Regions from separate parts of the Mus musculus genome. Here regions 2, 3, 4, 5 and 6 are each linked to region 1. Evidence: chromatin contacts called from public promoter capture Hi-C and targeted proximity ligation data. All regions are on one chromosome and are shown on one strand. The core of a region is the stretch at or near the end of the contact, and the rest is flanking DNA. Distances in the headings are between cores, read along the strand shown. Region 1 holds the start of Pank1 (pantothenate kinase 1). Region 2 holds the start of Kif11 (kinesin family member 11). Region 3 holds the start of Minpp1 (multiple inositol polyphosphate histidine phosphatase 1). Region 4 holds the start of Atad1 (ATPase family, AAA domain containing 1). Region 5 holds the start of Pten (phosphatase and tensin homolog). Region 6 holds the start of Btaf1 (B-TFIID TATA-box binding protein associated factor 1).

Evidence for each region. Promoter capture Hi-C pulls out the DNA fragments that hold promoters and counts their contacts.
Region 2: a promoter capture Hi-C map of hippocampal neurons shows a contact between it and region 1, with 3 times the contacts expected there. A contact is called at or near these places in 2 of 39 promoter capture datasets (hippocampal neurons and pre-B cells) and 1 of 130 datasets of targeted methods (astrocytes).
Region 3: a contact with region 1 is called in a promoter capture Hi-C map of pre-B cells, with 2.9 times the contacts expected there. A contact is called at or near these places in 2 of 39 promoter capture datasets (hippocampal neurons and pre-B cells) and 1 of 130 datasets of targeted methods (astrocytes).
Region 4: a targeted proximity ligation map of astrocytes shows a contact between it and region 1, with 4 times the contacts expected there. A contact is called at or near these places in 1 of 39 promoter capture datasets (pre-B cells) and 2 of 130 datasets of targeted methods (astrocytes and embryonic stem cells).
Region 5: a promoter capture Hi-C map of liver shows a contact between it and region 1, with 4 times the contacts expected there. A contact is called at or near these places in 6 of 39 promoter capture datasets (cranial neural crest, hippocampal neurons, liver and 2 more), 1 of 484 Hi-C or Micro-C datasets (pre-B cells) and 2 of 130 datasets of targeted methods (astrocytes and embryonic stem cells).
Region 6: a promoter capture Hi-C map of liver shows a contact between it and region 1, with 2.9 times the contacts expected there. A contact is called at or near these places in 3 of 39 promoter capture datasets (the C10 cell line, cranial neural crest and liver) and 2 of 130 datasets of targeted methods (astrocytes and embryonic stem cells).

The regions. Positions count from the first base shown.
Region 1 is chr19:34,877,382-34,882,437 of GRCm38.p6, reverse strand. It overlaps Pank1 (pantothenate kinase 1), which reads left to right and starts at 2,983. Exons shown (of 7, transcript NM_001114339.2): 1 at 2,983-3,914. The coding sequence starts at 3,362.
Region 2 is chr19:37,373,664-37,378,719 of GRCm38.p6, reverse strand. Kif11 (kinesin family member 11) reads right to left here and starts at 2,338. Exons shown (of 22, transcript NM_010615.2): 1 at 2,053-2,338. The coding sequence starts at 2,126.
Region 3 is chr19:32,482,843-32,487,898 of GRCm38.p6, reverse strand. Minpp1 (multiple inositol polyphosphate histidine phosphatase 1) reads right to left here and starts at 2,130. Exons shown (of 5, transcript NM_010799.2): 1 at 1,340-2,130. The coding sequence starts at 1,958.
Region 4 is chr19:32,709,537-32,714,592 of GRCm38.p6, reverse strand. Atad1 (ATPase family, AAA domain containing 1) reads left to right here and starts at 2,295. Exons shown (of 10, transcript NM_026487.3): 1 at 2,295-2,327.
Region 5 is chr19:32,754,691-32,759,746 of GRCm38.p6, reverse strand. Pten (phosphatase and tensin homolog) reads right to left here and starts at 2,170. Exons shown (of 9, transcript NM_008960.2): 1 at 1,224-2,170. The coding sequence starts at 1,302. It also overlaps the pseudogene Gm36566.
Region 6 is chr19:36,923,343-36,928,398 of GRCm38.p6, reverse strand. Btaf1 (B-TFIID TATA-box binding protein associated factor 1) reads right to left here and starts at 2,320. Exons shown (of 38, transcript NM_001080706.1): 1 at 1,998-2,320. The coding sequence starts at 2,011.

The DNA of each region.
Region 1 (5,056 bases), core at 1,734-4,233:
TTCATGCTACAGTCCATGGTCCATGGGAGGCTGAGGCAAAAACCCTGATCTCCTTCTTTCTCTCAGACAGGATCTCACTACCCCGCCCTTGATGACCTTGAACTTCTGGCAATCTTCCTGTTTCAGCCTTCTGAGTGCTGGCATTACAGACACAAGCCACCATGCCCACTCTCAACTCCAATGCCCTCTTTTAAAAGAGAACATTAAAAACATAAAAATTCTCTATTGGGTGGGGTGTAGTGTCTGTAACCAGAAAATTGGGAAGGAGAGTCCACAGAATCAAGATTTCCGGGCCACCCTTGGTTACAAAGTGAGTTCAAGGACTAAGTGTGCTAGCCCATGCCCTTAATCCCAGTCAGTATTCAGAAGGCAGGACTTTAAAAGTTTAAGGACACCCTGGTACAAATCTAATTCCAGGCCAGAGAGCCATCACTACAGTGAGATACTCAAACAACAATAGCAACAACAGCAAACCGCAGGAAAAGTAGAAAATTTCAACTGGATTTATTGGTATAGACCTGCAATCCAACTCAGAAAGCCGAAGGGAAAGAACCAAAAATCCAAGGCCCGCTTAGCTACAGAGTGAGTTCAAGACCAGCCTTAGCAAATTGGTGAGTGCTTGCTTCAAAATACAAGATAGTTGGGGTGCTAACTCAGTGATAAAGTGATGGCCTGGCTTAGCCCTAGCCAAGCCCTAAACAGAACAGAAGAAAAAGTGGGAAGACTCTGGATTATTGTTCTGACACTGAGCAAGAAAACCAATGAATGATCTATTATGTTTCCAGTAAACTGTAACCTTCCGAGTGCAGTAAAAGCATTCATTTTGTCTTCGTATCCCAGGAGTCTGTTTTGGGGTCTTCAGCGTAGTACACACTTAATAAATGAGTGACAGCGAATGGGCAGAGATGGGGAGAAGAGGATTGTGGCTCTCCCTTCTCCTTACTGTTCTAGCTCTCCTGGAGCACATGATGGCTCATGTTCACCACCCACACATACCCGTGAATAAACCTGTGGGATGTCACCTGGCTTGTGCTTGAAAGGGAAGTAGGTGAGAGACTTTCTGTACCAGGACTTCTGCCCTGACTGGGTCTGAGCCACTTGGCTCAGGCCTCCCTCACCACGCCTGTGAAATCAAGCTGGAGGAGGTGTCCTTGAAGTCACTACAGTGCCAATCTACTCGGCTCAGATCTGTGAGAATTTGCTTATTGAGACGTGGCAATGGAAGCTTTTTTTAGTAAATTTACCACATGAAGTGAGAAGCCCTAAGATCACAGTCCCTTGTTTAGTTTCAAGTGAGCATCCAGAGCTTCCTCAGAATACAATGCTGGTGAGCCTTAACAGAGTATGCAAGGCACACTTAACTGCTTATCGGAGCAGTGGGGAGACACAGGGACCAAGTGGAATGTGACTGCACATTTATATTATTCCACTTCATCTTTGATGTCCCATTACTATGATCATGAAGATATAAGGGAACACATGCATTTTACTTTAACAGTACTAGGGACTGAACCTAGAGCCTTATGCTAGCCAAATGCTAGACATCTCCAGCATCTCTCCAGCATTTTTTTTTTTTTTTTTTTGAGACAGGGTTTCATTACGTAACGAAAACTGACTTGAACTAAGTAGTTAAGGCAGGACTTCAATTTGAGGTCTTCCTCCTCAGGAGGTTTAGCCTCCCGAGTAGTTGGGATGCAGGGCTGTGTTACTAGGTAGGCTATGTGTATTTTGTAGCCAGAAGAAGGAGGTATAAAGGGTTATAGGAATAGGGAGAGATTATAAGCCTGAAGGAGCAAGTTGTACAGAACTGGACAAAAATCAGATGGGCTGAGGCTGGATTACCTAAGGCAATTTCTCAAATCATATAAGCCCAAGGAAGCAGGGAAACAGGGATTAAGTTCTAGTTTTGGTCTTAGTCTCAGTTATGTCTCTGTGCCTTGGTTTCCTGATTTGAAATGACAGGTGGATGAAACAGAGTGGCCTCATTGATTCTGAACCTGTTGATTTTGGGAAGGGCTCTGCCAGAAGAAATCCTCAAACCAAATGTAAACCCCGGGCACAGCTAATGCCAGTTTTGGACCCATGGAGGATTTAGTTCAAGGGGTGGGTAGGCTAATCACAGGTCACTTTTGCTAGGATTAAGGTAGAGGGAAGTTCAAGTTGTTGAAGCTGGCCTTTGGAGACTTCGGTTCTCACCTCTTTAATACAGATGTTTTCAGAGGGTCAAAGAGCTTAGTTTGAGCTTGGTGATGTGCAAATTCAGTGAGGGGCCTGGCCTCTGCCCGCTGTATTCATAGTCATTGGAAACAATAGCCTGCCGTTATGTTCTCTCTATTCCTTCGTAGGGACAGAATCCCATGATAAGAAGTGTCTGACTGTTATATCCCCAGCCTGACTTTAATGTCTACATTAGACTCTTGTGGGCATTTATTATGTGCAAAGGTTATATTAGGTACTTTTGTGACACACAAGAGTCCCCTTTGGACAGACACAAAAGCTAAGGCCTCAAGAAGTCCCCAATACCCAAATGTGTCCCGCTTGCTGGGCACTGCCTATAACAGGTGTGTTAAGTACTGACTTTGTCTTTTGCTCAGTGTCAGTGGGAATCGGAACTGGGAACTGGGGGCTAACTCTGAGGGCTATCATGGTGCTGGTTCCCCTTCTCATAACCAAGGCAACTTTTTATTTCATAAATAACAGAACAGGGCATTGTCCCCTGCCGGTCTTTTCTGGGTGAGGAATGCGCTTTTTATAGCTTGGGATCGGTTCTGTTTACTTGGTTTCTTCTAGCACCGGTTATTCCTGCCTAGTTTTGTCCTTCACTGTCCTTTCTCTCTCTTCCTAGGTTTCCTCTCTGCAAACGACAACTCGAGAACACATGCTGTTTGTGTGAGTGTGCCAACCAAGGAATTTCACTCCCCTCCTTCTCCAAGGCTGCCTACCTCTCTATAAATAATTGTTCTCTTCCCTCCCTTCAGACCTGGGAGTAGTTTGGTCACATTAACGCACGCGCGCCTGCTCACACACTTTCGTGGGGCGGGGATGTAGCATGGGTGACCTTGTGAAGGTACTAGCCCACTGGGGATAGGATTAGCAAACCTGAAACCTCTGCAAATATCTGGCTTCCTCCGGCATTCCTCCCGAGGCTTCTGGCTGTCTCGTGCCTACCTCACCCAGTACCCTTTAGGCTCGCTCCGCCACACAAAGCCCCATCCGCCTATCTCCTCTTCGCAAACCCCGAGAACTTCATTCCGCACGTTGAAACTCGTCGGTGGCGGTGGCGGGTAGGACTGGGCATGCTCAGTGGCGGGGACAGGTCTGGGAGGCGAGGAAGCCGCATTTGAAGTGGCTCGGCCTTGGGATGAGGGGGAGGCGGGCTCCCCGGCCGGGGTCCACCGAGGTTCCCGCAGCTGCGCGCGATGCCGACACGCTGCGGGCGAGAGCAGCAAGCCCGGTGCGCGGGGCCCAGCTCGCCGAAGACGTGGGGACGCCGACGGGAGGAGGGGAGGAGCGCCGGGGCCACCAGCTCCCGACCGCGGCGCCGAGGCTGCGGGAGAGCAAGCCCCAGGGTGGATCGGAAGATCGGGGAACGGCCGACCGTGACCTCCAGCGAGGCTGCCAGAGCCGGAGCCCGCGCACCGCTCCGCCGGTCCCGGGCATGGGCGACCGCGGCGCGCAACACGAGCGCGCGGCCCTGCAGTCCCCGGGGGCCCCCGAGGGCGCCGCGGCCGCCGTGAACGGGCTGCTGCACAACGGCTTCCACCCGTCGGCCGCCAGCAGCCGCGACCCGCCGGCCCCACGCTTCCAGCTCCCGTCCGAGCTGCAGCCGCAGCCGCTGTTCGCCCAGCATGATTCTCCGGCCAAGAAATGCCGGCTGCGGAGGAGGATGGACTCCGGGAGGAAGAACAGGCCGCGTAAGTCCTGCCGGCAGGGAAGCGCCGGTGCCCGCGGTCGAGGGGGGCGACAGAGTGCCGCTCTGGACTGCGTCCTCCCTAGAGGCGTCGGGCGTCCAAGGTGGCGGCCCGCGGTGGCGCCTGTCTAGTCCGATCCGCCTACTGGGTCGGTCAGACACTAGCTGGAGCTGCTCCCTCGGTCACCGTAGCGGCTGGGAGAACGCACTGCCCGCTGTTATTGGTGGCCGTGGGGCAAACAACCCGACTGATCTTGGGTCTGGGACTAGGAGGAGGGCGGGCTGGCACAGCCCGGGGCTCACTGCTCCCTTCTCCGAGCACATCTTTTGGGGCGTGCATCTCAGGCTACCAGTTTGCCCTTTGAATCGCAGAGTAACCGCCAGTATCTAGGGCCCATTGGCAAGCTTAAGGAGGCGTGGAGTTTGACAATCCCCCAAATCACAGCCTATTAAACAGTGTTTCCACACAGCCAGTGAGACGGCTGGTGTAGAGGGAAACACCCACTGACACCATGTGGGCCGGAACGGTGTGGACCAATGAGGATTGCAGGTGGATTCCCCCCCTCCCCTTGGAGTGGGTCGAGTTGAGTGTTTGTAATTGTACAACTCCAAAAAGTGCGTTGTTTCACAACCTGAGACTTGTATATATAATGGTAGACTGTAAAGGGTACCTTCCCCACCTGACATTCTGGGATGTCAGTTTGTAGGTAGAGATTACGAGTTGTTTTGTTTTGTTTTGTTTTGTTGTTGTTGTTTTTTTTCCTTATCTGAGCCTAACTCCATTCAACTGGTTACCTCTTTGTGGGTGTCTTTAATGAAGCTTGTAAATGGCAGAAAGCAAAGTAAGTAGAGTCCACGGTAGTGAGCGATCGGATTCAAACGGGTACCTGTTGCATATCAATTAACTGTTCTGGGTTGGGAAATGATTAAATTGGGCTTCAATTTCTGTAAAAGGTTGATGTTTGGAAAACAGCATAACTCCTTCGCCTGTCTTTGCTTATAATTTTTATCTTTCTGTTCATAGTTTTCATAGCCTTTCTGCAATGCATTCGTTTCTAAAACGTTGGGAACCGCTTTAACACGTCTGGGTGAATCCAGTGCTTACATTTTGCAATGTTAATGTTGTGTGGAGTTTGGGAATTGCCC
Region 2 (5,056 bases), core at 1,089-3,588, 2.5 Mb before region 1:
GTTCAAATCCCAGCAACCACATGGTGCCTCACAACCATCCGTAACGAGATCTGACTCCCTCTTCTTGAGTGTCTGAAGACAGCTACAGTGTACTTACATATAATAAATAATAAATCTTTAAAAAAAAAAAAAGCTTAATGAGACTGGCGCCAGGAACACTACTTAATAGAGAAAAGACTAACCAAACAAGAAAAAGAAAAACCTATGCCTAAACTATTGTACATAACAGACACGTGTAAACGTTTTCACTGGTAAAAAAATGTTTAAAAAAAATTCTCTTAAGGCCAGCCTTGAAATGTAGGAGGACAGTATGGACACATGAGATGTTTTATTTCTTACTTTGAGGGATAAATACTGGGATTAAAGGCTTGTACCATCACACCCCCACCGTCAGTGTTCTTTGTAACTTTTTATGACTCAAACACTTTGTAAGTAACAAAGGAAATAATAGCACACAGAAAAGGCAATATTGACTAATAATAATAATACTGCAAAAAAATTGTAAAAAAAAGTGCATTTGTTGGGTAGCTTAGGGTAAGAACACTTCTTGTTCTTCTAGAGACCTTGAGTTCTGTTTCTAGCCCCCACACCTGGGGGTGACTCACAACCACCTGTAACTCTGGCCTTAGAGGTGGTGCTCTCTTCTGCTCTCCACAAGCACTCACGTATGTGTGCAAACACCTGAATATATACCCATTATTAAAAATAAAAATTTTTTGAGGCAGAGTTTCTCTTTGTAGCCCTGGTTGTCTTGAAACTCGATCTGTAAAACATGCTGGGATTAGAGGTGTGCCCCACAACTGCCTGCCTAAATCTGCCTAATTTTTTTTTTCCTAAATTCTTAAGTGTGTCTGCTTTCCTGTTGATTAAAATGAAAGTTCCAAATTAAGTAACTAAAACTCCAGAGTTCAGCAATTAAGTATCTTTGGCAAGCCTAGAGTTGCTCACACACACACACACACACACACACACACACACACACACACACACGTCACCTAGTTTAAAAACTTGGGTCTGGTAGCTGAAACTTGAATTGCTTATAACTCCAGAACTCAGAACTAAGGCAGGGAGCTAGTCGGAGTTTGAGGCCAGTCTCAGGAAAAAAAAAAAAAAGGCAGACACAGTGGCACACACTTGTCACCCAGCAATCCCAGCTAAACGACCGAGAGGCTGAGACAGTAAAGTACGCTAACATATAGTTCCAGACCAACCTCGGTAACATCACAAAAATTCAAAAAAATTAAAAACTCTGGGTAAGTTATTTGGATGTCAGTCGGGGAGAGCTGAACCCCACACCCTCCCTCCTCTCAATTTTGTCTTTTGGTCAATGAACAAAGGCAGATAAAAGAAAGAAAGAAAGAAAGAAAGAAAGAAAGAAGGAGAGAGAAACCCTGTCTCGAAAAACCAAAAAAAAAAAAAAGAAGAAGAAGAAAAATGAGAAAGAGAAAAGATGCTGCACCTTAGCCATGTACTTTCATTAGCTCGTGAGTTTCATAAACTCATTTTACAGCTTAGCTTAAATTCAGCAATGTCTACTTGGTTATTAGAGGTGAATTTGATGGTTGCTCTTCGCTGAAAAGTGCGTTCCCTTTTAAAAGCAAACCTACTTTCATCTATTGGACCAAACACACAGAATAAAGAACTATTAGTCTTTCCGAAGTGGAAATAACCCCAAGGTGAGCGCCAAACTACATGCAAAGTAAGTAGGAAGCTTTATTCCCAAACTGACAACTCGGACGGGGTAGCACAGAGCAATGACAGCTAAATTTTCGGCGACATTGGCTTTTAAAAGGGAACGCACTTTTCAGCGAAGAGCAACCATCAAATTCTTTGTGACTGCAGCTTAACTTTAACCAACACCAACATCCCCCCCCCCCCCGAGACAAACCCTAATTTAGAACTAAACGTGGTAGCATGTTTACCGAACAAAACACGGGGAGCCCCAGAAACCGATGACTTGGTGTCCTTCAGAAAGGTAAACAAATCGCTCTCCGGAACGGCTAGCCCAAAAGCTAAGCCTCCGCGTCCGGACTCGTCCCAGCCTCTCCTTACCTGCATCTCACCACCACCTGGATGTTCCTGCCCTTTTCCTCTTTCTTCTTCAAAGAACTCGGCTGGGACGCCATGACGGTCGAGCCAAAACCTGCCGGCCTAGCGGAGACTCAGACACAGTGAGAACCGGGAGCAGCCTCTCCTCACCCGGTGCTGCCAAGGCCACGAGGACCGAGACTCGCAGCTCGGCGTCCCCGAGGTCCACGCAGGCCTCTTGGCCGTGGCCGCCGCCCCGCAAAAGCCGGACAGGACGAACCTCCTCCTCTGCTCCGAAATCAGCAACGATTCCGCGCCTCAATTTTGAAAAATGGAGACGACTGACCGGACCAATAGCAGAGCGGCACGCGAGGCATCATGGGACGCCGTGTCGTCACTGTGGTGACGACGGGGCGTGACCCGAAGAAATGGATGGCGGTGCAGGCTGGCTCCTGTAGTCCGAAGTTCACTGTGCAAGCTTTCAGTGCTGCCGCTGGCGGGCTTCTGGGGCCTGGGACGCCTACATCGCCGCATTCGCTGGGTCCTTACCGCCCTCCGAGGCTTCTCGCTTTCCGTAGAGAGGTGACGAACAACTCGGCCGTTTAAGGTGTAGGTGGGGACCGGGGAAACAGAAAAGCCGAGTCCTCCGCCTCATCGGGTTTCCGGAGCTGCTTTTTCTGTTTCGCGGGATCTTAAATGCGGTTTAGCCTCTCCGATGTAACTTAGCGAGGATCAGAGAAAGCGCCGCCGACCTCGCCAAATACCCGCCTTCCGCACTCCAGATCCCTGGTCCTCTGGATTAAGCAAAGCCAACTGTCTACTGGTAAACTACTCTCGGAGGCAGGAGTGGCAGAGGAGCTCTCCGAGTTCCAGACCAGCCTGATCTATAAAGCGAGGCCAGGACGGCCAGGGCTGGTTGCACAGAGAAACGCTGTCTCCAAAAACAAACAAACAAAAACAAAACAAAAGCTAGCCCCAGAGACTCACTGCTATCTCAAAATGTCCCACAAAGTGAACATATTGAACATCTTTATACCCTTGCCTCCGGCCAGTCTTTCTCACTTCAACACGTGTTTTTAACCAGACCCTTCCTCTGCAATCACCTTCCTCCAAGACTTTGAATCTCGTCCCTGAATGACTTCCTTCGATGTTCCTACTGCTACCCTTTTTTTCTCCTCCCTGCTACTGCATTCACTCAGCAAATATCCTTTAAAAAGCAAACCAAACACATATAGGGACAGAGGCAGAAAGATCAGGAGTTCAAGCGTCCATTTCATACATTTCCAGTTTAGTATCAAACTGTGTTATGTCCATCATTTGCTATTTATTCGTTTGTTTTAAACAAGATATCTTTCTGAACACAAGGCTGGCCCTGTGAGAATCCTCAATGATCTTCCTGCCTTCTGCATACTGGTATTGAAAGAATGAGCTACCAGTCCTGGCTGGTTTCTTGTTTGCTTTTTTTTTTTTTTTTTTTTGAGGGGTGTGGCTTAAGATTATTTATTTATGTGTGGGGTAGTGTGTCTGTGTGTGTGTCCTCCAAGTGTGTGGTGGTGCCCTTGGACAGAAGATGGCATTGAATGCCCTGGAACTGTAGTTAAAAAGTCAGTTGTGAACCACCTACAGTGGGCGCTAGGACCTGAATTCAGGTCCTGTGGAAGAACAGGAAGTGCTCTTAACAGCTCTTATCCATCTCTCCAGCCCATGATTTTTTTTGTTGTTGTTGGTTTTTTTGGGTTTTTTTTTTTTTTTTTTTTCGAGACAGGGTTTCTCTGTATTGCCCTGGCTGTCCTGGAACTCACTCTGTAGACCAGGCTGGCCTCGAACTCAGAAATCCACTTGCCTCTGCCTCCCGAGTGCTGCATCCCATGATTTTTGTCTTTTTGTCTTTTTTTTTTTTTTTTTTTTTTTTTTTAATCTTTTGGAATTAGATGCAAAAGGTCTTACCATTCCTGTGTTTTCCGATGGGCTTGCTTGGCCCCTGTGAAAGGGTCATTCATGCAGACCACTATTCTAAGGTGGTGTTTACCCTGTTCTCTGTCTCCCCTTGTACTACGAGTGCCAGCGCCTCAGTGGAACTCTAGTCCATTGGCACTTTGGATGCCTTCCTCATTCTCATTTTTCTGTCAGTTTCTGGTTTTTAAAGACTGTTTTGTTTGTTTGGGTGGTTTTTTTGTTTTGTTTTTATGTATTTATTATTACACATAAGTACACTGTAGCTGACTTCAGACGCACCAGAAGAGAGCGTCAGATCTCATTACGGGTGATTGTGAGCCACCATGTGGTTGCTGGGATTTGAACTCAGCACCTTTGGAAGAGCAGTCAGTGCTGTTAACCACTGAGCCATCTCACCAGCCCCCATGGCTTGGTGGGGTTGTTTGTTTGTTTGTTTGTTTTTTACTGGGTTGGTTGAACAAGCTTGTAATCTCAGTCTCAGGGTTTGGATTAGCAAATTCAAGCCAGGCTGGACTACAAGAGACCCTAGAAAAAACAAAACTTGACCATCCTGTCTAAAGGAACTTGCTATTTGCTTCTTTAACACTACACTTTATAATTATGTTGTGGTTTTTTTTTTTTTCCTACCTGAGTGTAAACTTCATCTGGGTCCTTCTTCACATTGTTTTGGGGTTTTTTGAGATGGGTTTTATGTAGCTCAGGCTAGCCTCCAGCTCACTGGCTAGCTGAGGATGGCTTTGATCATACTGCGTCCACCTCCCCCGTGCTGAGATCACAGGTGTTTACCACCATACCTATTTATACTGGACTGGGCATCAGACCCAAGGCTTCTTTGTGCTAGACCAGCACTCTACCATCTACACCCCTCGCTGGTTTTCCAGTCTCTTGTAAGACATTTATATATATTTACAGACAAAGTAAATATATCCTTGGTACCTGAAGGAAAATACTTAACATTTCACAGTTTGGGTTTCCTTGTAGTAAAATGGAGATAATAAAAATTATCATTATCTGACTTACCAGGTCTGCTGCTTGCTAAATGCACAGACACACACACATACACAAAGCCCTG
Region 3 (5,056 bases), core at 881-3,380, 2.4 Mb after region 1:
GAGTTATTCAAATTAGTAACACAACACACAACCATGTGGAAATCTCTAAGAGGTTTTTAAGTATTAGGGGAGAAATGGGAAACTGAATTTTTCTGTTGTTTGAGTCTTTGTCGGCTAATGTCCTTGCTTCAGTTCTCTGAGGCTCAAACTGATAAGCAGTTGCTAACACTTATCCACTCCTAACCCCCACGCTATTTTCTTCAAGTTATCTTACAGGGAAGCCGTATGCATAGCGTTGAGAGCAAGCTCTATATAAGATTCCCTAGGTCCTTGTCTAACTGTATGAAAATCTGCAAATTATTTGGTACCTTTTGCTTCATTTCTTGTGCGTGAGATTGGCAGGGGACACACTTAGCAACTTCATAAAGCAGTGTTAAGTGCCCAGTGTACAGGATGCTCGGCACACAGAAAGCGTTACCGTTTGCCGCAACAGCTAAAACATTTTCCGAAGGAAAACTCACCACTCTAGAAAAGCCACAAATCTGGATACTGGGCCTGACTAGTTCACCACTATATAAGGGTGATGAAGGGGACACACTCTTGGCTTCTTCACCTGTGAAATGAGGATTCCACTACTTGTGCCCCGAAATCCCGAAGCCGTATAATAATGGAATAAGTAGGTGAGGTAATATACATGTGACTACGGACCACAGCTACAACAAGGGAAACTACAGCAAACACAAGAACGAAACAGGGTACCCTAACCCTAAGTAAGGCTTAAAGAGGCTTTGAGGAGCAGCTTCCTAAAAAATCCTTGTAAATGTCGAAACACAGGAAAAGATGTTGTTAACAACAACAACAACAAAAAAGCCAAAAGTCCTGTGATCCCAGCCCTCAGGAGGCAGAGGCAGGTGGATCTCTGTGAAGCCAGCATAGCCTACAAAGCGAGTCCAGGACAACCAGGGCTGAGAAACCCTGTGTCAAAAAAACAAAACAACAAAACTCCCAATTCTCACAAGCAGTTTGGGAGGAAGAAAGTTCTATATTATTAAGTGCGCCCAGGTGTTAAACTACTTGCCAGGAAGGGAAAAGAAGCTAGGTTGGCACTCGGGGGGATAACGCGATTTGGGAATGTGGAATGTAAAACGAGAAGCGATACTTTCTTTCCCCTCCTTCTAGCTGGGTCTCCAGCGTCCCCTACTGCACTCTTGCGCAGAAAATGCTAGGAATTCACACCTGATGAGTGAATGGACAAGCGTATTACTAAAACAACAGAGACAACCAAGTCCACATCCTGGGTCCCGAGAACGCAAGCGGGAAAGGGAGGTGACAAAAAGGGACACGAGGGGAGGCTGGATGAGGGAGTCCGCAGTCTAGGGAAGGCGGAGCGCGCTGTCACCTGAGACGTCGGGAGGTGGCAGTCCTGGGTGGTAATGCTGCCACAACCCCTGGAGGAAGGCGGCGCTGCTGTCCACACAGCGGTGCTTGGAGCTGGTGATCAGCCGCAGGCGGTCGTAGTTCTCCCGGCTGAAGAGGTCTGGGAAGAGGGCAGCCAGACGCAGGGCCAGCTGTCGCATGTCCTGCCGCCCCTTCTCCACCAGCTGCCCGTCCATCCAGTCACCGTACCACAGCGGCCACTCGGCCAGCGCGGCGGCCACTTGGCTCCCGCCATCCCGGGACTCGCGGGTCTGCAGCAGCCCCTGCAGCTGCTTCAGCTTGCGGATCTGCTTGGTCGTAGGGTAGCGGGTGCCGTGACGGATGAGGGCGACCAGCTGCACCGGGGTGCAGGTCCCCGCCAGCAGCTCCGGGTCCCGCCGCGGCGCCACCGGATCGACCAGCAGCCAGGGGTTGGCATCTTCGTAGCGTGTCTTCGTGCCGAAGTAGGGGCTGAGCACCGAAGCCACCGGGTCGCCGCGCCCCGGGAGAGAGCAGCGCGCGAACGACGAGAGCAGCGCCGCAGCCAGGACCGCGGCGGGCGCTACCGAGGCCGGGAGGTGGCTGCGCGCGCCGCGAAGCATCGTGCCCGGGGGCCCCGCGGAGGGCGGCGCGCCGCTTGCCGACCCCCACTTCCGGATCCGCCGGCGGGGGCGGGAGCAGAGCGCACTTCCGGCCCGGGAACCTCAGAAGGCAAGCGTGGTCTCCGGTGCTGTCACCGAGCGAGTGTGGCCGATCGTCTCGGAGCTTCGGTGTGGACAAGTGGAGAGGCGGAAACCTCCGACGAGCGTGTGACACCGGGCGCAGGTGGAGCCGGCGTCAGTTGACCCGGAGCGTGGGCGACTGTCCGGCAGCTTGGCGCCTCAGGAACCGATTCAAAGATTCCTGAGCTGTTTAGGTTTTTCGGTGTGGTAAAAGAGCACACATGAATCCTTTCCTTTTTCTAGTAGGTAGCCCGGCTTCTACCAAAAGAGAAGCTATAGGAGATGGCTTTTGTCCCTTACGGTGTGTTTTCAACATGTGGCCCCTGAACGATCAGTCTCAAGATCCCTCGAGAAAGAACGTCTGTGGCCTTTGCTTACAAGATACCTCCTGAAGCACACGCCCTCCCCCGACCCTCTTGTTAAGAGTTTGAAAATAAGCAGGACACCTCAGAGCCATGAATTTAGAAAGGGGCTTATTCCTTCAGAAATTTAAGCCCTGGGCTTCAATTTAAGTATGATTTTAATGTAGGCTAGAGCTGACACACCACCTCAAGATTGTAAGCTTGTTTATGCCAAAGGCCATTGAGAGAATAGAAACAGCCGTCCTTATAATTTGAGCACACTGAATCATGGCCTCACAGATGCACTCCATTATTAAATATGACCTCATCACTGTATGGAGGAAACACCCATATTCTCCCATGTAGTTAGATATGCAAATCAGTTGAGATTTTAAAATGTGCATGTGTGAACTAGCATGACTATATGTACAACATTTGTGAGCCCACGAAGGCTAGAATAAAGCGTTGGAGTCCCTAGAACGGGAGTTTCAGGCTGTTGTGAGCTGTCATGTGTACTGTAAACTAAACTGGGGTCTTTTTCAAAACCATTAAGCACTCAGTCACTGAGTCAACCCCAACAGTTGAGTGTCTGTCAGGCCACATAGCTCCGAATCTTGGACTCAAAAATCTTGAATCTAAATACCTTGTTTGTTTGTTTTTTTCCTACCCAAACCTCAGTATGTATGACAATTAAGGAAGATTATTAAATGATAAAATGATCCAAACCCAAGGAGATTTTAACCACATTGGCCACATTGGATCTTTCTCATAAGGACAGTTACCATCTGTACTTAATGGTACAGAAAATTGTACTGTTAAGCACTGACCAAGAAGAAAATGTTATAAAAATCCAGAGTAAATTCCAACTTGAATGCTGAAATTTTAAGGCTCAGGAGTGGGGGAATTCTAACAGAACTGTGCTTTTTTTTTTTTTTTTGATATGTCATTTTGTAGTGTTTAAATGACTAAAAATTCGTGACCAGTCTTACTTTTCACAGGAGGTTACTTAAATTAGTATTCATTGAATTTTAAGCCTTACACCTTATAGACTAAGGTGCTTGCGTTGTTATTTGTTTTCAGTATAAGACATTTTTTTCAATTGTACTTTGATAGTTTACAAAGCAGTAGGTTTCCTTGTGCCCTTTTCATACATGCTTAGTTTTTGCTGAACCTCCTCCAGCCCTGACCTCTCCTCCATGGCCCAGCTTGGATCCCCTACTTAAGCCCTTTCCCAGTGTCCCTCATTCCTTATCAAATGTGTTCTAGAACCATGCCCACTCCTCACCCTTACAAAGTTTCCTTTGTTCTTCCTGGGCCCCTTTTTAGTTTCCTAGTGTCAACAAGCACTCACATATATACACTAAAATCCAAACATGAGAGAGAATGTGTTTGCTTTTTTAAGCCTAAATGTCTTCCAGTTCTATCAGTTTTTGGGAAAATTTCATTTTTCTATATGGGTGAGTAAAATCCCAGTGTATATAAGTACTGTTGTTATTTATCTGTTGATGGAAATATAGACTGATTTCATTTCCTTGTAATTGTGACTAGAGCTACTATAAGTATGGCAGAGCAAGCATCTCCATAGTAGGGTGTGGACGCCTTTAGGTGAATACCTGAGTGTATACCTGGGATACACAGTAGTTCTGTTTTGCAGCTACACTATAATGGCTACATCAGTTTACACTTCAACCCACCCTGACACGGATTCCTTTTTTGCTTCACCCTAGCCATCATGTGGTGTCATTTGTTTTCTTGATGCTAGTCATACTTTGATGGAATCTCAGAGTAATTTTCATTTGCATTCTCTGGTCACTAAGGATGTTGAAGACTTTTGAAAATATTCATTGGCCATTTGTATTTCTTCTTTTGAGGACCCTTGGCCTTTCCCCCCATTTTTAATTAAAATGTAATTATCATCACTTCCCTCTTTCCTCCCCCCAACTCCTCCCATGTCTTCTATAAGACCCTCAAAAATATATGGCCGCTTTTTCTTTTTCTTTCCCCTCTCAGCATCATTAGTTGCCTGGTGTTCTTTGTCTAGAAGTGTGGCTCTAGGAGATCTCCTGTGTTAGCCTGTTTATTGGTGTTGTCATTGTTCAGGTCTTATTCAGGCAGCCATATTGTTGAGGTATCAAAGGTGTAGCCTTCTGCCATTTCCAGGAGACAGTCTCACTTCAGACTTCCTAGTCATCTGCCTCTTAACAGTCTTTCTGCTCAGCTCCTCTGCAGTGATCTGAGCTTTAGGTACAGAAGCTGTGTGGTAGATATATCCTTTGGTACTCCTGTGCCAGTTGATCTCAGCATTATAACCAGTTGTAGTTTTCTGTAATGGTCTCTGTTTGCTGCAAAGCAAAGCTTCTTTGATGTAGGCGTGAAAGCTACACTTTATCTATGGGTGTAAACTTTAGAGTGCAGTTAGGAATTATTAGGAATTAGCTAGGTCTAGTAAAGTAATGGTAGTGGGTTTCTCTCTATGTTCCATGACCTCTCCACTAGCCCCAGGTAGGGTACTTGGCTAGGTTTCTATTACCAGGCATATTTCTCTCCTTTTGAGTGGGCCTTAAGCCCAATTAGACAGCCAGGGTTATCACCAAGATATCAGTCCCACTATTGCACCAATAGAGATAGCTTGCCAAG
Region 4 (5,056 bases), core at 1,046-3,545, 2.2 Mb after region 1:
ATTGAACTCAGGACCTCTGTTAGAGCAGTCAGTGCTCCTAAAGGCTGAGCCATCTCTCCAGCCTGTACCACATTTTCTTTATCCATTCTAATGTTGAGAGACATCTAGTTTGTTTCCAGTTTCTGGCTCTGATGAGCAAAGTTGCTATGGACACAGTTGGTCAATTGTCCTTGTGGTAGGATGGAGTGTCCTTTGGGCAGTAATTTGATTTTTTTTTTTTTTTTTCGAGACAGGGTTTCTCTGTGTAGCTCTGGCTGTCCTGGAACTCACTCTGTAGACCAGGCTGGCCTGGAACTCACTCTGTAGACCAGGCTGGCCTCAAACTCAGAAATCCGCCTGCCTCTGCTTCCCAAGTGTTAGAATTAAAGGCATGCGCCACCACCACCTGGCAGTAATGTGATCTTTTAAGGCCCAGATGCAAGAAATTTCCTAAATTAAAACATTGGGTACAGCAGAGATAGGCAATCCACTGGAAAGGAAAGAAGCAGCCACATTTATCTTGATCATTTGTACTATCTTATAAACCTCCCATGTCCCCAAGCTTAGACCAGAAGTGTTATCACCTATCTTTACTTAATAAACCCACTTTGTCTTAACTCTTTGTGTGTGTTGTTGTTGTTGTTGTTGATCATGATGATGCATAGCCAAGGATCTGACTTTACCTGAGGGGAGGACCCAGTGACAGTGATGGTGGTACTGTCAACGAACAGAACTGACAAGGTCTAGAAGCTACTAGGAATACTTGTGAGGGATTCTCTTGACTAGGCTAACTGATAGGCTCATTCTAAACTTGGGCAGCCCAGATATTGGCCTACACATAAGGGAATCCCAGGGATTTGTATTCAGTTTGCTTGCTTTGTCACGTGCTGGTGAGTTACCTAGTGTTTCTGCCATTGTTGATGTTGCTGCCTCTGGCCTCATCCACTGAGATCAGAATCCAGGTTCTTCCACAGACTAAAGACTAGTCGTGGCTCTCCAGGAATCCTTAAAGCCTTGTGGTCTTGTTGGACTGCTGAGGCATGTTACCTCCAGCACTGCGAAGCTACCAGGACAGCCATTGTTGGACCATTCAAGACTGTGCTGGGTAAACCAGTCTAAAATTAAAACAAAAAAACCAAACTCTTTTTAATATTGATTCATTCCATCTATTGTGTTCTTCTATCGAACTCCAGTAAAGTCCTTTAACAAGGAACTTTCCAGGCTCTGGCAGCACTTCTGGGCTGTGTCTCTCCACAGCTATTAACAACATCATTTACTAATATAACTGTCAGCAGAGGGAGGAAGCAGTGTGTTACTTATGTGGTCCAGGGTATAAAGCAATCCTCCTTGCATAGCCACCCCAAATGCTAGGAAAACAGGCATGTGACACCAATCCCAGCTTGGCTGTAGAATTCTTTAGCCTTAAAAGATAATCCTGAAAACAGAGCGAAACAAACTGCCTCCTCCAGGAATATAAAAAGGTCTTAAGAAGTCTGTCTTATTCCTTCATAGTCCCACTGCCTTTATTTGAAGTGATGATGCTCCTTTTGTTTATGGGCAGTGTGTCTACTTATTCTTGTTCCTTAGTAGTGTATATACATTCAGAAGGGGCTGGCTTTCAGATACGGTTCCTTGGAATCTTGGTGTCACGTCCCTCACTTCGCAAGAGGAAGGGGTTAAAAAAAAAAGTCATCAATATGCAAAACCTGTCACCAGATGCCCTATTCTGACCCAACTGCCAGACCTCCCTGGTCTGCCTGGCTGCTCAAGCGTTCAGTGGATTCTCAGGCGCCGCCTCCAGGTGTCATCAGTACAGAGATGGGGGAGGAGGGTGAGCTCACCCTAGAAACCGAAAGGCAGATGGTGAGGCCATGCGCGTCTGAGCAGCATCATGAGGACTTGCTGCGGGGATGGGGGGTGGTGGTGGTGGTGGAAGTTTATCAAACCAGGGAAGCATTTCTTTGCCTTCTGTAAAAGGCTCCTCTGTCAGGGTTGCGTACAGCTCCAGAGTAGCAAGGGATTTCATGTGTCAAGCGTCTTTCCCAATTCAGTTTCTGAGTCTCTCAAGTTGAACTCAGAGCCCTTTGGGGAGCACCCTGTTCATCCTATCTACCTTTCTGAATGTTATCGGCCCAGCGGGTACTAAGGTGTAGGTTGGGGAAAGTAGCTCGCCCCGCACTGCGTCGCCATGCCTTGGCTGGCACGCCACCGGCTCGGCAGGGATCGCGCATGCTCCGTGCGGTGGGGGGCGGGGCTCCAGCCCCCGGAAGCGTTCTCTCCCCGGCCGCGTTTCTTTCCTGTGCGAGGCCGGGCTACGGCTCTCCCATCGTCTCTGGTCCTGCCTCTGGGTGAGTAGCGGGTTCCCGCGGGGCCGGGCCAGGTGCGTCCCCCATCCCTCCCGGTCCCCCAGGGCCTGGCGCTCACCTGGGGAGACCAGCCCGGTAGTCACCTGCCTCCGCGTCGGTCACACTTGAGCGCCGCCCCGGATCCAGCGGATTAACCTCCAAGGGCGTCCGGGGCCTCGCCTTGGCGCCCGGCCGGGCGCGAGCCCTCAGGTCTCAGCGCTGGCGGGAGACTCCGGCTGCCCGCAAGGACATCTCTTGTAGGCGGCCTGGTCATTGGAGGATCGGGGGCGCTCAGGGCGACCTCAGGGCTAGGCTTGTAAGAAGGCGGCTGGAAGGAGCCGGTCCGCTCGTGCCGGCCCCTCTCCTCCTCCCTCTTTGTGCAAAGGCGGAGGTGTTTCTTCAGTGCTGGCCATGCTTTCCCAGAACATGCTGATGTTAATAATGACCTGCCCTCTCCGCGAAGCCTGGCAGGAATTCATTGTCACAGTCTGCGACTGTAGGGCCTTGATAGGCACAGAATTGCTGGGACTTTGAGTTGAGAGACCATTTGGAGCACACTGCAGTGACTTAGGGAATACTGCAGTAAAAACGTTAGTAGTTGCTCAGAGATAGGGTATCCACACTGAAACCAGAGCTAAACAGGAAAAGATTTAAAATGATATGCGTTTAAAGATAATTCTGAATTAACACCGGTCTAGTGGTGTTTCTTAGTGATATACAGCAATGTGTATATTTTGTTAAAATTAGCGTCTATGCAAAATTGAAATACATTCTCCACATTTGCAGCCAATTTGCAGATATATCAGTGCTTTATGAATGATAGATGGGTATGTACCTCATCTGTGGAGACTGTATAAAATATTTCCATTCACTGTCCACACAGCAGAACGTTTCCGTTTCATTTCAGGATTTCGAAGTCACTTTTGGATATGATGAGCAGTGGTCTTTTTTTTTTTTGTTTTGTTTTTGGTTTTGTTTTTTTGTTTTTTGAGATAAGTCTTCTCTGCGTAGCCCTGGCTGTCCTGGAACTCTGAAGACCAGGCTGGTCTCCAATTTGGAGATCTGCTTGCCTCTACGTCCCAGGTGCCAAGATTAAAGGTGTCAGCCACAGTTTTTGGAGTTCTTTATATATTCTGGATATTAATCCTCAGTCAGTCAGTTGACAAAGATATCCTCCCATTCTGTGGGCTACCTCTTCACTCAAATTTAGCTGCTGCTACCACCATCAACCTCTGCCTAGACCCAGAGTAGTCTTAAATCTGCCTAGAGTCAATGTTAATATTGGAATGGGAAGATATGTAAGCAAGAGATTTGTCTGTTGGTGGTGTTTTTTTTTTTTAAAGATTTATTATATTTAAGTACACTGTAGCTATCTTTAGACACACCAGAAGAGGACATCAGGTCTAATTACAGATGATTGTGAGCCACCTTGTGGATGCTCAGATTTGAACTCAGGACCTCTGGAAGAGGAGTTAGTGTTCTTAACCGCTGAGCCATCTCTCCAGCCCTGGTGGTGTTTTGATAGGAGTAAAAAATTATTACTGTCATCAGGTATGGTGATATACAGCTTTAATCCCAGCACTTGGGAGGCAGGGGCAGGTGGATCTCTGAGTTTGAGGATAGCTGTGTCTACAGAGTGAGTTCCAGGACATCTAGGACTACGTGGAGAAACCTTTTCTCCATAAACAAAAACAAAATCTGTTAGTGTCTTCATGACGTTAAGGAAATATGCTTTAGGAATAGCCTATAGCCCTGATTTATCTTGTAATTCAGTGACTGCCCTGTAGATGGCAATTTCAACATGCTGATTTAAACTCTTGGTTTTTGGAGGCAGAGATGTTTTATGTACTTTAGAATTATCTTGAACCCTATGTAGCCCAGGTTAGCCTTGCACCTTAACCTTGGCCCTTCAGTCTTCCTAATAGTCCGCTGAGATTCACAGGCTTGTGCCACTATACCCAGCTCTGACTGAAACCAAAAAACCAAACATTTTATTGGAATGTCATGACTTCACAGATTGTTAACAAAACCCTTACCCCATCTGTTGCATTATTATTATCAACTATGTTTGAAGCTTTATTGAGATATAGACAACGAAAGTGAAATTTTCAGGTCCTTTGAGAAGTTGATTATCATGCATCCTATTTTTCGAAATCTATACAAGTGGATAATCCTATGGATACTTAGCCATACTGTGAATTGTTACATGAGGCAATTATCATTTGGTGGCTAAATCAGTTCCCTTTTTTTTTTTTTTGTAATCTAGCTGCACTGTATTTTTGTGTAATTATATAGTAGCCATTATAAATCAAATATAGTACGTTCTTTTTATATAGATGTTCTTTAAGTTCTTATTGAATTACTTAACATCCTAGACCAAAGGTTCTTTATCCAGAATGAGAGCTTGCAGTTGTGTAAAAGATTGTGGTACGGATGGTTCCCAGTAGCCAAGAATGCTCTACAAGTCTGACAGTACTGTTGGATGGCTGAAAGAACTGGGAGGTTTTTCTCTGTATCACAACTATAAACAAATGCTAGAGCTATTCCAGAGAAGCCAGTGAGAAGTATTTTAACTCAGCAGTAATAAGAAAAAGAAAACCTATTTTAGAAGTAGGAGGAACGTGGATATTAGTCAGTGTAGTCCTCACTCAGCACCTACCTGAGCAGTCCGGATCCTGATTTATTTATTTCTAGGTGAGTTAATATGTATGAGTATTGTTTTCTTACACCAC
Region 5 (5,056 bases), core at 921-3,420, 2.1 Mb after region 1:
AGATAAATGCTTTAAACCACGAACTTTTGAAGTACAAAGGCCTAACTTTTAGACAATCAGAACTATACAACGTTAAAATTCTTGGGTTTCTGTCTTATTCAACAAGCTGACTCAGTAAATTACTGCATGCAGAGAGCTAGCATACCTACAATCTGGAGCCAGTGATCCATTCCTGCCAGTTTGTCTGGATATTAGCGGGCTAAATTATACTTGACGTTCTGCACAAATCAGGCTAAAACCCACTGATAAGCCAACGAGTCAGAGCACCTGAAACAAAAAATATGAGCAGCGAATTCACGCTACTACTTAAATTTCATGTGAGAACTGAGTTTAACCTCTGCAGTCATTTGCCACACACAGCAAGCATCCCTGGACTCACAGACATCATCATCTGGGATCAAAAACTATTCGATCTCCATTCTATCAAGTGTGGCGAGGTCAAATGAATGGAACATACCACTGAAATGCAAATTTCATATCCTATCCCACATCTCATCAGGAAAGAAAGTCTAATTTAACAAAGTTCTATTAAAAGCTCCAATGATATATATTCTGGCACTATTGATTTTAAACTACAAAACTTCCAAATGCAGGCTCCAAATTTGTAATTACGTCGGTTTAAACACACAAAACTACTTCTACCCTCAAATGTGCACCGTCCATGCTGACGATGACTATGCTTATAAAGTTATGCAAATCAGTCCACAAGTCACATTTCAGAAAAATCTTCCAATGCAACCCAGGAAACTAAAAACAATCACTGCAAGATTCTGAGGCAACATGCCTACGTGCAGCACGGACTTTCATTTTAATCTCATCTACACCCTAGATCTAGGGCCCAAGTCACGATCTAATCGAAATATGCACAACCCAAAGCGTCTATTTTTTTTTTTTTTTTTAGTTCATTTAGAAGGCTGGATTGACGAGCTCGCTAATCCAGTGTACAGTACTCTGTATTACCGGACAATAGATTTTAAGAAGAGACCACAGAGCTCGACAAGAAAACAATCCGTGCCTTGACACTTGCAAGGAGGCATGAGTTCCGTCTAGCCGAACACTCCCTAGGTTGAATACACTGGAAGAGACACAATATGCACGATCTAGAAATGCGCCCAGAATTAAACGTTATAGTCACCCCAACTACAGAAATTTTTCGCATCCGTCTACTCCCACGTTATCAGAGTGACAGAAAAGCAAAGAGGAACAGCCGCAGAAATGGATACAGGTCAAGTCTAAGTCGAATCCATCCTCTTGATATCTCCTTTTGTTTCTGCTAACGATCTCTTTGATGATGGCTGTCATGTCTGGGAGCCTGTGGCTGAAGAAAAAGGAGGAGAGAGATGGCAGAAGCTGCTGGTGGCGAGGCTTCTTCTGCAGGATGGAAATGGCTCTGGACTTGGCGGTCGCTGATGCCCCTCGCTCTGCTGCCGCTTGGCCCTGGACCGCAGCCGGGTAATGGCTGCTGCGGCGGCTGCTGGATGGTTGCAGAGACTGGGCCTGCTTCTCCTCAGCAGCCAGAGGCCTGGCAGCCGAGGCAGCGGAATGGGGAGAAGACGGATAATCCTCGCAGCGGCTGCCTCCTCCGGCGGCCTCCGGAGCCCGGGCCAGGGGGGGTGCGGCGGCGGCGGACGGGAGGCTTAACACCGGCCCGGGTCCCTGGACGTGCCGCCGCCGCCGCCGCCGTGTTGGAGGCAGGAGAAGGGGAGAGAGCAACTCTCCGGCGTTCCCAGCCCTGGCAATGGTGACAGGCGACTCCGACCCCCTCCCCGGAGCCGCGGCCGCCGCCGCCGCTTCTCCCCCCCGCTCCAGGAGCGGGAGGTGCAGCCGCCGAGCCTGCGCCGGCTCCCGCTCGAGCCCACGGCTTCTTCCACCGTCTCTCTCCGAAGCTGCTCAGAAGCTGCCCGGTTAGAACAGACGACGAGGAGGCGAGGCCCGCCGCCGCTGCCGCCGCCGCCGCCCGGCCGGCTCCCCGAGGGCGCTGCCCCCGCGGCTGCTCACAGGCGCTGAGAGGGGCTCTGGGCCGTGGCCGCCGCCGTCTCTCATCTCCCTCGCCTGCGCCGGGCCTGGCCTCACAGCGGCTCAACTCTCAAACTTCCATCATGGCTGCAGCTTCCGAGAGGAGAGAGCTGAGCGCAGCCGCGTCCCGACGCCCAAGCGCGTATCCTGCCGCAGTGCACAAAGAGTCCCGCCACATCACCGTGCGCCGGCCAGCCCGCCCCCTCCGCCGCCCCGCCGGGAGAGCAGGGCGCCTCGGAAAGCCGGAGGGGAGGCGGGAGGCGGGCGGGAGGCGGGCGCTGAGCCGGGGACGGGGCGGGGCGGGGCGGGGCGTCGGAAGGGACAGGGGCGGGGAACGCCGCGGAGCATGCCCAGTGTGTCCGCGGCTCGCTCCCGGAGCTACGCCGGCTTTGGCCTCAGCGCAGAGAGACCCGGCAAAGGTACAACAGGCTGGGGCCGAGTGAGGGTGCGCTGAGCACAATCGCTGACCGCTCACAGGTGGATCGCACTAGCTGACCGCCTTGGTCGGTGCTCCGGGAGCCTCAGGGGCAGGATTATCCTTCCTGCGTCTGTCCCTGCGTTTCTTCGGAACGGCTTTCATTCCCTGCCCTGCGCTGTGGTCAGATTGCAGTGCTTCGCTAGGATTTGTCGGCGACAGTCTTTACCTAGATAACACACCTCTCCCCCTCACGGTGTCCTCAAGGTGTCAGTCTTTGCACAAAGAACAACCCCTATTGTGTCTCCCGCGTGGGTCACCTCATCGGGCTCCGGTTCCCTGCCCCGCCTCTTGCTTCCCAGGCAGCTGGGTTCATTTGCCCGAAAGATGAACGCTCCCAGCCAAGCATGATGATTGTGCATACGGGGCGTGTACATTCACATCTCCCCTGAGTTTCCAGGGCCCAAAGGACACCCCTGGTTGGACAAAGTGGGTCTCCGTGAATAGAGTGCACCTCACACACACCCCTCCACCGCCCGGTGATGAGACCCGCAGCTCCCCGCAGCGGTGGGTCTACCGGATCACAGCCAAGCTCAGTCTTCAAAGAGCTAAGCCCCCACCCCCAATCCCCACTTCGTGGCCGCTATGAAAACCCGGCAGAATTGGATCGCGATGGCCAGGTTCTGACCCTGTCGGACCTTGCATGTTCGAGGACCCGGTTACTGAGCCCGGGTGTGGAGTATGGGACGTTCGGAAGCTGCAGCCAGCGAGTGGGCGGGGCGAGCAGGCCTGGGAGGGCTCAAAGGCGAGGTGGAAGGATACATGAGCCGCGGTCGGAACTACTTTCAGGAGGAGGTCACGTGTGGTCCTAGTTGGGGAACTTTCCAAATTCCCATTCCCCTATCTGTGTGCTCCTGGGGCAGGAGCTTGGTCCCCTCTGCTCTATTAGGTGATCGCCCCCGCCTCCTTCTCCCGTGTGGTCTGCTGGACCCCTCTCTTGCCGGATCGGAGCAGAGAATAGCATCCACGAGCCGTCCGCAGGAGCGCTGTCGGGGCCGAGCGCCTGGGGAGCTGGTTACACAAGCAGCCACATCCAAGCACGTGCCCCCGCCACCCCTCTCTGCTGGCCGCCGCCGGTTTGTGCACGCTGACGCGGAGAGTCCCCAAGCTGTTCCTCCCTTTCGCTTGTAACCCATAGAGCTAGCCAGAAGGCCGGGACACGAGACTCCTGTTCTGGATCTGCCCACACCGCGCGTTCCCAACCGTGGGAGAAGAGGCCGGGCCCTAGGGGGAGGCGCGGGGCGGGGGTGGGGGGGATTGACGCATCTCCTTCGCTTAATGAGGTGAACCCTTTCTAGATCTGTACTCGCGGGGCAAAAGGGTATCTCCTGTTGCTGCTGGCTGGTTAGGCTTACCGATGTTGCAACAAACTTCCAGTCACTGCCCCTGAACTGGTGAGCGCGCCCCACCTACCGTAGACTCAGCCAAGTGACTTATCTGAGCACCTAGTCAATGGCTGTCAGCCCAGAACAAACCTGTCAAGTAAAAGCTTACTGCCGGGATTGGCTGACCTGTCGCGGTTGAGAGAGCTGGTTCAGAAATGCTGATAACTAGCGTACAGCCCCTCCTCCCCCACCAACCAGCCACAAAGCAAGCGATCACCTTGAGCTTGGAGGGAAAAAAAAAATGACATCAACTCCAATGTAGGTAGAGTTTTCTTCCTTATTGTTCTTTTCCCAGGGGACTTAATTCTCAGGATGCCAATCTGAGCCCTAAAGTATCTCTGAGTTGAGACCTAAGCTGAAACACTGGATCATTTTAGAAATCCGGAGGATAGTAGTCAGTTATGGATTTGCAATAATTGCGAGTAGGTGTCTAGGAAAGGCTAGCTGGGGGTTTAGAGTACAGGAGAAGGAAAATTTCATAGGTCCACACAGCATAGTTGCAGGCAGCCTCTGAAGTCTAGAAACCTCAAGAGGCTCGGCTCAGAGAGCTATGGGCCATTACCGAACTGCAGGACTGCTAATTAAACCGGGGATATTTACAGTTCTATTAGAGCTCTCTGAAGCTACTCAAACATTGCATTTAGATACATCCTTTAAAGATCTCTCCGCCAGAGATAGCAGCCCAAGCTAAGCCAGCGTTGATGTTTATTACAGGCTGTTTTGGGGCAAGGTTCTGGTCAGTAGAGGGAGGGCAGGGATGACCAATGAGAGCAATCTGAGAACAATAGCCGAGAGGCCTCTATTTGGTTTCTAACGATGTAAATAAATTCGGTTCACACAGCCTAATCTAAGATGGAGATCTAGTTTACACAGAATCCCCAATGTCAAAGTGTTAGCTGAGATGCACAGCAAAAACCTAAGTGGTGCTCAGCAGAGTGTCTACTACTGCTGTGGGGAAAAATAAGGATGAAGTTACATCAAGAGAAGTGGGTTGAAAAGGGGAAATGGCCCACATTCGTTCCTGTCCCCAGAGTCCCTGTTACTAGCATCACCCTCTTTTGCCTCTTCCCTGGAGGCATCTTGCGTGACATTACTCGGAGCGTCTAAGAAGCTCGGAAATCTTCCTCTAAAGAAAAAGAAAGACATTCATCCCTAAGCTTCCTGATGCCTGGCTGGAGGA
Region 6 (5,056 bases), core at 1,071-3,570, 2.0 Mb before region 1:
TAAGGGGTCTTAAAAATATAAGGTTTCTCTACAGTTATGGGCATTGACATAAACAGAGCAAAAGTATTTATTTGATTCTGGCACACGATCTCCATTTCTCAAACTACATTCTGCCTATTTTACATAAAAGTACTTAAAGGAATCCCCACTTCCACAATAGCAACGAGAGAAAAATGGAGCTTACTCAGCACAGACTTATGCTTAGTGCATGACATCAGACCTGAAACTACAAAGTTTGTTTTTCAAACTGAATCCACAAATATTTTTAAAAGTCCAATACCTCCTCCCAAGCAAGGCATCCAAAGCCTTCGCTTACATTTAGATTACTAAACTAAGCATGGAAGAAGCTTCTATAAAATGTGGCTGGCTTTAATTATGGCAGTGAGTTTTAAAAAAAAAAAAAAAAAAACAGGAACAACAAACAGCAGTTCTCTTTGAAAGCAGATCATGAGGACCAAAAGCCTTTAAAGCCCACTCTTTCTTTCAAAAGTTGGATCTATAGATTAGTGCTAAGCGAAAAAGATCAATTTTTTTAAAGCACTATCATTTTGCCTCTATAACGCTTTCCAACATTGTACAAATATAAACCTACTTCACGAAAGGAAGTACTAATTCCCTTAAATTAAAAAACCCTGAGAAGGCCAGGTAACACCACATCTCTAATCCCAGAACCAAAGCTCCTTCTGAGTTCGAGGCTAGCCTGGGCTACATGAGCCCCTTGTCTCAAAGAAGAAAGAGAAGACAGAAAAGAGACTTTAAATCTCATGCTCATGTACCAACATATTTCTGGTGTATATATTTATGCATTTACATGGAAGATAAATTATAAGATAAATCTATCTGTACTTGCAGAAATAAATGCCACTTGTATTCTCTTAAAGCAGTTTCATAGGTGCTGAAATAAGAGTCTTTCTCCCACTAAGTCTGCTTATGAAATAAAAATTAGCTGTCCCTACTACCAGTACCTAGCAACTCCCTTCACTCAGCTCCCATGGGATTCTCCCACACACTATTTCATCAGTTACCTAGGGAGTGTGTGACTTGGGTTACTCCTTCCTTATAAGAGTGTGCATAAAGGAATGTGTTCAACTAATTTCGAAAAATTAGTGAAAGCTGTTTATTTTCGTCATTTATCTCCCTCAGTCCATTTGGTGAAAGGACTCAATTCTCATTATCTCATCATCCCTAAAGGACTTTGGTAACTCTTAATGACTAAACACGGAGAGACCATCCCGACGACTTAAACGTCAGCGGGACACCAAAATCATTTCCAAGTTTTCAACTCATTCTATCATCAGAAGCTACACAAGTTAAATGTTTATACGTCTTTCCATAATTTTCCCAGACTCTTCCACGTGGGCAAAATTTTACAATAATTTAAGATCTGTGATAACGCTTGGGGAAAGATGCTAAAATAGTCATCTGCTTAAGACCACACGCTGATTGACAGAATACTTACTGCTTAACAAAAAGGAGGAATTAGACCTCAAGAAAAAAGTGAGCAAGACTATACCCGTTACGCTGTAAATTTTTTTTAAAATTTAGCATAACCAGATGGTCTCTTAGATAACAGTGTTTCAACCCCCGCCTCCATCGACAGTTACTACCAAGTTTTGCCGTGAAATGGTGGTTTGGGAACAGACTTTGATACTACGAAAGAAAAAGAAAAGAAACTCGCCTAGAAATTCAAAGAGGGAAGAGAAACCAAAGAGGAGCAACGTGGTGAAGAAAAAAGAAAAAAGGAAAAAAGAAAAAAAAAAAAAAGCCAGATCGAACGCGCCGAGTCACATTTAACCAGGAGAAAAAGCGCTTCGTGAGCCGACTTCTCCGGGTAACCCGAGCCCAAAGCGCCTGCCAGCCGAGGGAAGCCTCGGAAGTCTGGGCGAGCGAACGAGAAGCAGCGCTCACGCCCCGCACCGTCGCGCCGGGAGCCGACCGACAGCCTCGCCCGCCCGCCCGCGCGCGCTCCCCGTTAGCTGACGGGCGGCGACACCCACCTGGAGACCGCCATGGCCGGCGCCGGCGGTTCGGAACTCTCAGGGAGCTACACGCCGCGCCGCTCCGGCGTTCGTTTCCCGAGCAGAGCGGCGCAGGCCCAGGCCGCCGGGCGCAGGGCGGCAGGCGGCGCGGCGTGGAGCGGCCCGCACGGGCCTTCCGGCATGTGCCGGCCACCGGAGCTCGTCTCCGCAGCGACCAGGGTCCCACACACGGGCGGAGGCGGCGCCGCTCTGACCCGCACCACTTCAAACCGGGTGCCCCCAGCCCCGCTCTCTGCTGACGCAGACGCCGGCACGCCGGACTTAGCGTCTGCACGCCGGAAGTGACGTCACCGGCACGTTTTCCCCCCCCCCCCATCCCCACTCCCTGCCGGCGAGCGGAATGTAGCAGCGCCCCGCGGCAGTGGGAGCGGGTTGGCAGCGTGGATCGGGAGCCCGGCTCCCAGTCTTTAAGATTAATGGGAGAAACGGAAAGAGGTCTTGATCTTCCAGAGAGCGATAAAGATCACCTAGCTAAAGTTCCGAAAGTTCCAAACCTCGGTCTCTAAGTGCTCTCTCCATCCTGACCCTACTACCCAGCTAGGCGGCTTCCAAACAGGAACAAACTGGAGAAAGGAGACTCCGGCCCAGGTCGCGATGCTGTGGGCGGGATGAAGTCAAGAAGGAAACACTGCCGAGGGCTGGCTAGGGTGGTGCAGGCCTATAATCCTAGCACCTGGGAGGCTGAGGCAGCAGATTGTGAAATTGGGGGTCAGTCTGGGCTACAAAGCAATCTCCGGGCCAAGAATTTGCAGTGTGGTTCCGCGAGGAAGAGGGTGGGAGGAGGCTCAAGTGTGTGTTTACTATTATTTACCATTAAGTTCTGCATAAATGGTGAAGGGACTGCTAATGATTTTGCCTAGGCCTATCACCCTTCTTCCCGTCTTTTCCTCCTTCCGTCCCTCCACTGCCAAACACTCCTCTGTAAACTACCATAGCCTTAGAATTTGTTTTTAATGCCAGTAGTCAAACTAGTATTTCTCTAGTTTCGGCAAGCCCAGTTTATAGGCCACTGACAGATTAATCATCAAAAGCACCTGTCCTGTCGCCCTTCCTTATAAAACATGCCCACTAGCTTCTTGTTACCTATTTAGAAGTTATGTCTCAGGCTTTGAGTCTGCTTGTCATCTGTATGATGAGAAGCACTGTAAAAGGTTGTGGAAGGTGGGGAGGGATGTCATGAACCCAGGAAAGTTCACAAGAACTTGGTGAACTGTAAAATAGATCTGTATAGGAAAAGATGAACTAAGTACTTGCTAAAGTATTGCACAGGTGACTAACATTACCCCTTACATTACAAGGCAAAGCTATAAAGTAGTGTGATGTTTTTCCACGGTGGGGCTAGAAGCCCAGGATTTGGGTTCTATACGAAGTATAGAAGAGTGTTTTGAGCAAGAGAAATGATCTAGTTTACATTTTCTATATGTTTTCCCTAGTATCAAAAAATATAGGTCCAGGGCTGGAGAGATGGCTCAACAGTTAAGAATGCTGGCTGTTCTTCCAGAGGTCCTGAGTTCAATTCCCAGCAACTACATGGTGGCTCACAACCATTTGTAATGGGATCTGATGCTCTCTTCTGGTGTGTCTGAGGAGAGGGACAGTGTACTCATATAAATAAAACTATATATATGTATATATATATATATATATATACACATATATACACACACACATATATATGTATGTATACACACACACACACACATATATATATATATACATATATATATAGTCTAAAGCTTTGAAGAGAGGAAAGGCCTATTGTTATCAACTTGGTTTTTTTCCCCAAAGGCAATAGATTTTTAAAAAATGTGTATGTGTGTAGCTTCTGCCTACAGAGGCCAGGGGGCCAGAGACTATCTAAAATTCCTGGAGCTGAAGTTACAGGTGGTTGGAGCTTCCTGAGAGAATTGAACTCAGGCACTCTGGACCAGTCATGTGCTCTTAACTACTGACTTTGATTTCATTTTGTGTTGGTTTGGTTTTTGTTTTTTAAAGACAGAATTACTCTGTGTAGCCCTGCCTGTCCTGGCACTCCCTCTGTAGACCAACCTGGCCCTGACCTCCTGCCTCTGCCTCGTGTGTGCTGGATTTAAAAGTGTGGTGTGCCACCACCACCACCACCACCCTGGCTGAACTGGCTCATTTTTAAGTCCTTTCTCATAACACATAACAACTATGTGTCCAAAGAACTTTTATAATATCACTAAGTTTCATTTCTACATCTGGGAAGTGAAGAAAATAATGGTGCTGATGGAGTTGGTAGGGACTAGATGGGAACACACAGCACTGAACCAAATGACTGCCGAATAAGCACTCAACCCTACTCATTAAGCCGATGAGTCCAGGGACTGGCTCATGCTAGGCACAGTGCGACTCTGAGCTAAACCTCCATTTCTGATGACTCCTTTTGTTAACAGCATAGCCTTGAACGAGTTACTTAATTTCTGTATCTTAATTCCTCAACTGTGGAGTGGGGAAAATAACACTAGTTCACAATTTTTGACAGTATGGTTGTCTGAAGTTACACATAATGGAATTGAAAAGAAATCTAGTGCATTATAGCACTTATGATACCAGATCCCACCAGCTTCTAGGTCAGTGTTCTATAATGAAATACATTTATAATTCTATGGCATGCTGACTTTGAGAAGCATGGCACTGACTACTAGACCTATACATTTCTTGAGGATCCATGTATATCCCCAGTTTATAGTGGCTGTAGAAACACACTCTGCCTTACTCCCCTGATTTGATACCAGCTCCACTCAGTCCCTGAGCCAGAGCCACCTCTTGAAGTTCTTGGAACCAATGGTCCCTGCCTATAAGACCTCTCAATGCGAGGGAGCTGCCCCCTTACAAAGCCAGGACCTTGGCCAGGCTCAAGTGCTTGACAGATTACCAGAGATTGTGCTTTGGGATCTGTGATGGTGGTTGGAGGGGTTAAGACTAAGGTGCTTGTGCTTAGTAAGGGGTGTGAACGCCCCTCTATTTGGCTACCCAGAGCTAAGGAACATGGG